Linked DNA regions of Sus scrofa: region 1 is linked to region 2. The links are chromatin contacts, called in public Hi-C maps. All regions are on one chromosome and are shown on one strand. Each heading gives the region's core, a stretch centred on a gene start, on an enhancer-like site or on the middle of the called end of the contact. The rest is flanking DNA. Distances are from core to core; before and after follow the strand shown. Region 1 overlaps FOXP1 (forkhead box protein P1). Region 2 overlaps FOXP1 (forkhead box protein P1).

What was found. A called contact is a pair of places that touch in the nucleus more often than the background predicts.
Region 1: a Hi-C map of liver shows a contact between it and region 2, with 2.0 times the contacts expected there. The contact joins two enhancer-like sites. A contact is called at or near these places in 2 of 47 Hi-C or Micro-C datasets (liver and skeletal muscle).

What each region holds. Positions count from the first base shown.
Region 1 is chr13:52,708,753-52,711,774 of Sscrofa11.1, reverse strand. The region is part of intron 4 of FOXP1 (forkhead box protein P1); the gene reads left to right. Among named protein-coding and RNA genes, the nearest start is that of FOXP1, 260 kb to the left of the region's middle. Within about 2 kb of position 1,459, at least 6 of the 83 cell types and tissues checked have an H3K27ac peak or open chromatin away from gene starts, as enhancers often do. A contact at or near this core is called in liver, where this site is marked.
Region 2 is chr13:52,528,098-52,531,293 of Sscrofa11.1, reverse strand. All of the region lies in intron 6 of FOXP1 (forkhead box protein P1), which reads left to right. Among named protein-coding and RNA genes, the nearest start is that of FOXP1, 440 kb to the left of the region's middle. Within about 2 kb of position 1,508, at least 26 of the 83 cell types and tissues checked have an H3K27ac peak or open chromatin away from gene starts, as enhancers often do. A contact at or near this core is called in liver, where this site is marked.

The DNA.
Region 1 (3,022 bases), core at 210-2,709, 180 kb before region 2:
GAGAAACCTGGGAGAGGAGAAGGATTTGAGAAGGAAGGTGGGCACGTGGAGCCAGTGGACCACACCAGAAGAGACCTAGAACTGAGTGACCTTGGCAGCAGAGCCATGTTGAGGGCCCAGGGAGGTGTGGAACGTGAATACAAGGACACCGCAAGTGGAGACAACACTTTGCAGAAGCTTGTGTAGAGGAAGATAGCAAAGGGGATTGAGAGATGAATTTCCTAGTTTTGTTTTGTAACAGAGATTTCAAGGTCTCAGCAGAATCTTCTACGTAAACCTTCTTTAACATTTTTGTTTTAGAACTTTCCATGTCTTTCTAACAGGCAGTTAGCAGCCCATTGTGGGCTTTGGGAAGGAAACAGAACAGGCACGTGGAGGCACTGCCAGCTGGGTTATACGTGACAGCAATTGAAGACCCACAAGCAAAAATAACGGCCTTGTCTCGGTGGTCTCTGGCTTTGGGGGTAAATAGCCCCACACAGTTGAAAAGGCTCCGAGGCTGCTGTGGGTATAAAGTACGCAATGATTATTGAAAGTCTGTGTCTGACAAAGATTTCCATCAAACTGTGAAGGCAAAACAAGTTGTGGTGCCAAAGTGGTCAAGTGGTTTTCTAGAAAATTCACCGAATGGCAGTAGCATGGCCCACAATACAGCCATAAGAAATACAGTCCATTTAAAATGTTTCTGCCCTCTTCTTGGACACCGTGTAATTGTATCCTTTTTATGAATGTCCTCCTCACCCCTGAATTTGTGTGTGCTTTCCTAATGGAACATATCTTTACACTCAGGAACCACGTTAATTTATGGTGTATTTTGCTGTTCCAAGAAGTGAAAAATGGGAGGGTAATACGACTTCTCTTTGTTTTACTCTGAAGAGGTTTTTACCACTGGGTTCTTGACATCTTCCACCTTAGTTTATCTTTAATTTATCTTTAACTGGAACCATTTTGTCCATTAGCTCTATTCTAATTACCTCTCAAAATGGTCAGATTTACAGGCAACACATGACAGAGAAAATGCAAAAAAAAAAAAAAAAAAAAGTCAGCCAGCCTCTCCTGACATTCAACAGCAGCCCACGTCTAAATAGTGGAAAAGTTTATTTGCTTTTTCTGAGGATGTGCTAAGTGATTTTGCAGTGTGAGTGGTACGGCCTTCTAGCTCTTAGGCCTGCATTTATTAAATAAATTTGTTCTCTAACTCAAGTGTTAAGTGTGTATTATGAAACCTCAAAGCCAATTTCGGTGATTGCAATGTGCAAATATTTTTTAAATTATGTAATTAAATAGGACTTGGCCTGCGAGGTCCACCCAAGTAATTTATTAATTGAATAGTCTGATTTAATTGTATGTTATTTTCCTTTATTCAGGGAAAGGCCTGCATCTCTTGCAGAAATGGGAGCCTCTTGTGCGCCTGTCACTGGAGGTGCAGAGGTCTCTCCAAGAAATCTTTAGCACCCAATTAAATATTAACCAAGAAGAGGGGACGTGTTCCTTCTGTCCTCGAAACTCTGTTTTGATGTCGGAGTCTGGTGTTTTTAAAGGGAAAAAAAATCCTGTGGGGTCAAATTATTTATAATTTACTCGGTTTATCGTGACATTATTGAAAAGTGAATCACCCTTTTCCTCTTAATTGTGCAGGGTTATATAAAGGAAGCGTGATAAAGAGAGAAGCCCCTTGAGCTCAGCGTTAGCTTTATCCAGCTATGGCTATAGCCATGCCGTATCTGTTTCCTTAAAATGTCATTTTAAAGGTATTGTGGTTTTAGAGCAGCAGCTGTGACTGAAAAGTATGTAAACTAAGCTGTTCTTGCTCATATCATTTTTATATTCTTATGTCAGACCAGAAGGCTGCTTTAAATTTATTTTTCATTGTGTATTAGTTCTAGAGCCTTTTTTTTTTTTTCTGTCTTTCTTCCTTGGGAACATGTGTTCTTTGAGACTTGAGATACTCAAGCGCTTAAGAAAATAACAATTGTGGTGGTGGGGTTATTTGCGTATTGTGTTTGGAAGAAGATGAATTTAAAAAATTGACTCTCACAAGGTAGAAATGGGGTGGGCGGCCTAGCATCTGTGTTTTAGGAAATGAAAGCATTGAGGCATACTGTACTAAGTCACGTGAAAGGCAGTAACTTTGAGAAGCCCAAATTGCTTTCCCAAAAGGAAAATATTTTTTGTTGCTATTAAATATAGTTTATATTGCTACTTCAGAACTTTTTTTTTTTTTCCAGTGGGGCCATTTACTTAAATTCTTAGTTAATATTTCTATATAGAAACGTCTTTGTCTCTGGAGCTCGCCTTTGCGAATTCCCATTTAATATGCGGTTGTGGATAAGTATTTATTCATACCGTGTGGTACCCCACACCTGATCAAGTGACAGCATGGCGTCATGTCCGCCAGCAAAATGCTGCAGTGGCTTTTGAGTAATGGTGGCAAAGAAGGTCTGGAGGGTTAAAGGAAACAACAATAATGGGAAATTTTTTTTCCCTTTCCCATAGATTTCAGCATGTATAATGCCTCAACTCTGCTGTGGAAATTTGGAACATTGGACAGAGAAATATTCCTTTTCCTAAAGAGTTGTAAAAGCAGAGTAGCAAGTCTGAGCTCTTAGAAATTTCCATGGTAAATATAATTTGATTACATGTGTTCGTAATTTCCCTTGCAGCTCAGCCTTTCACTGGCAGAGCTGTTTCACAATGATATATTTCTTTCCAGATTTTGAAAATAAATTTAGCTAAGGCTTGGCCCTGAGATTCCACTGATTTGCCGTCATGACTGCAGGCGCCCATCTAGGTGTGCCCAAGCAGTGAGGTGACTTGGGGAAGAAGGCGAGTCCCTCATGTCTCTTGTTCGGCTTGTCCCAGCCCTTCGGTCTCTCCCTGGGCCCCAAGTAGTGGCTTCCTCCATACATACATAAGCTGGTCCTGGTGGTCCTTGCCTCAGAGCCTTGGCAAAGGACCTCTCAGAGCATGTGGGCTCACAGTCAATGTGGGTAACAGGTACATCAAAGTATTGGCCATCCAG
Region 2 (3,196 bases), core at 259-2,758:
TAACCCTTTGGAAGGAAGAGAACTCGGGGGCCCTAGGCAAGTCTAGGGTCCTCTCCCGCCTCCCCACCTGCCACCTCCCTCCTCTTTTCTTGCTTACTTGTCCCATCCCTGCCAAAAGCTCAATTGCCTTCCTCCTGCTCATGGTAGTGGAAGCCATTATTAACAAAAGGGAGCACTGCATAAAGGTGACAGAGATCTGGCAAGTAGAGGCGTGACGCCATCTCCCCTGTGCTGATAACATTATGGGTCAGAAACAGTGAATGTGGAAACAAATATCATTTCCCTGAAGTGTTCTGCCATTTTAAAGAGACATATCTCACTAGCAGACTCTCTCTCTCTCTAATATGCATACATATATATGTACTATATATGTTTTATATAAATGTACATTTATATATATATATTATATATTTTCCCCACCAGTAATTTTTTTTTACGTTGTATTTCTGAAAGAAAGAAAAATAGATTTTAAAATGTAAAAACCTGTTCTTCAATTGAGGATGCAAAAATCTCATTGCAGTATTTATTCCAAACCTGTTCTCATAATGTTCAGTCAAGGAGAAAACAGCAAAAAACAGTTGTTGATGGACTTAGCACAGAACTGGATTAAATAAGCATTAGTCTACTGAAGCTGATTACAGGAATATGAAAATGCAGTATCTTAATGGTACATATTTTTATGTGGCAGCGCAGTTGCCTTTCATTTTGCAGCTAATATGTCTATTCTTATGAGTCATTTACTTCTTTAATTACCTTTTGCAGGCAAGGCACCATGGTATATTAATGTGAATGATTTTTACTGCCAGTTTATCATACAATGCCCCAGAAGTTGAAAGGCGTAATTGACTTGGAAGAACAGCTCATGAAGGAAACAATATTTAGTTGACAGTTTTCCTTGTACTGTCTGTTGACGTTTATGAGTTTACACTATGCTAAAGGAGTAATAAACACAATTTTCTTTCAATAACAGGAAAGGGTAGCTTCTCAAACACATTTGTGGAAAACACATTTGTTCATTTCTTGAATAATATGAAAATAACACATTTCTGGTGATCAGCCCTCTCAGATTGCCAATTGAATTAAACCTTTGAAGGTACATTTATAACCTGTCTTGGAGCATTAAGAGATATTAGGGTTCGTGTGATTGAATCGATTTAATGAATATTTAAATTATAGACAGATTTGGATAAATCGTGTTTAAGTCTGGGTGTTACAGTCAGACTATTTGGCCTCATCCTCCCAATTTCCAGAGGGAGGGAGAGTGGGAAGGAGCTTGGGAACTGTCTAGGAGAAGATTTTCTCTCTCCCAAGGCCAGGGGCAGTCATGACAGTACATTTTAGGAAAATAGACAAAGAGGAGACTATCCACACAACTCCTTATAAGGTCTGGGCTTTGAACAGTTAAACTCCAGACTTGGGTGGGTCGCTGCTGTCCCGGCGTCTGGAATGGTGCCTTGAGTTGACTTGGGGCCCTTAGCAAGTGCTCTGGTTTTAACCATCACTTGCATGGTCCCCCGGGGCCCAGCGCTGGCTCACTGGCTCTGGGCAGGCCCCGGTTTGGCACATTGGTTTAGAGGGAGTTAAACTTTTCACAGTTTTCTGGATTGTTTGCAGTTCAGTCCTGTGCAGCATAATGAAAGTTTTCTAGCCATCTGTTGTTAAGCTGGCGGGGAGCAAGGCCAGTATATCCAAACAAAGTTCTGGCCTGCTGTAAACGGAACCTGTCGGTTTAGCATAGCTTTCCTGACCCCTCCAATGAACGGGGCGGCTCTTGGTACCAGGCACCCACCGCCTAGAGCTTTCAAAGGGGAACTATTTTCGGGGTGGGGGGTGAGGTCCTGTTTACTTTTTCTTTCCATGTTCCTCTCCCTGGCTTGAACTAGTTTATACTTAATCTTTAAATGGATAAATGGTTCCTTGTCCCCCACCCTCACCCCCACCTCCTTTTTGGAAGAAGGAAGCATTACTTCTTCAGGGGAATTTAACTTTTAGAACGAGGTGTGAGTGTCCTTAAATGTGTGTGCAGTGGCTGTGATTCGAAAGAGGGCTCTAGCTAATTGTTTTTGTTTCATTATTTTGTCTTTCAGTGTTTGGGGACAAACAGTCCAGGCAGTGGAAGCTGCTATATTATAACTACTTAGCTTATATAACTAAAAGTGTTTCATGGCTTTCAACGGGCTTCCTGCCCTCGCCTTCTTCCGCATTTTGTATTTCATTATCAGAAGTTATTACACGGGATAACTTGGAGAACAGCCATTTGTTTGACAGTGCTCCCAGCTGTATAGGGTGCTTGCTCCTCCTCTGTTCTCATTTACAAGGTATATATATTGCTTTTTTTTCTTTTTCGGCCACACCTGCAGCACGCAGAAGTTCCCAGGCCAGGGATCAATCCCACGCCACAGGAATTCCCGGTAACGAACCTAGTATCCATGAGGACATGGGTTTGATCCCTGGCCTTGCTCAGTGGGTTAAGGATCTGATGTTGCTGTGAGCTGTGGTGTAGGTCGCACACTCGGCTCAGATCTGACGTTGCTGTGGCTGTGGTGTAGGCCAGCAGCTGCAGCTCTGATTCGACCCCTAGCCTGGAAACTTCCATTTGCCGCAAGTGTGCCCCCGCCCCAAAAAACATCCACACCACAGCAGTGACAATGCCAGATTCTAAACCGCTGAGCCATCTGGGAACTTTGCTATTGCTTTTAATTGCTCAGCTTAACTTTAAAATAATTTCATTGTTTTGCGGTATTCTGTAATACTTTTTTTTTTTTAACTCAGTGATTTTATTATATTTTTAGTTGTTCAGCAATCATCACAACCCAATTTTACATGTATTGCATCTGGAGATTTCTAACCTCCAAGATGTAATACATGTTTAATTCTTATTTCCTGTTACACAGTGTTTACTTGGCTCTTTATGAACCATTCCCATAGGTCTAGATTCTTGATGTATATGTGTGTGTGTGTGTGTGTGTGTGTGTGTGTGTATAAAAGATACGTATGTAACTATGTATGTATCTCAACACCTAAGCCTACCTCTAACCTTTGAGGGTTTCTTTTTGTTAATGACACCTTGTGGGTGCTGCTGTATTTTTATCTTGGTCTGGCTGTGGTGTATTTCCTGTCCAGGAATGGTTACATTTGTGCGCTGTTAAGAGAGGGCTCCGGGGAGCTATTGTCAAACCTCTGTATCCATCTCAAT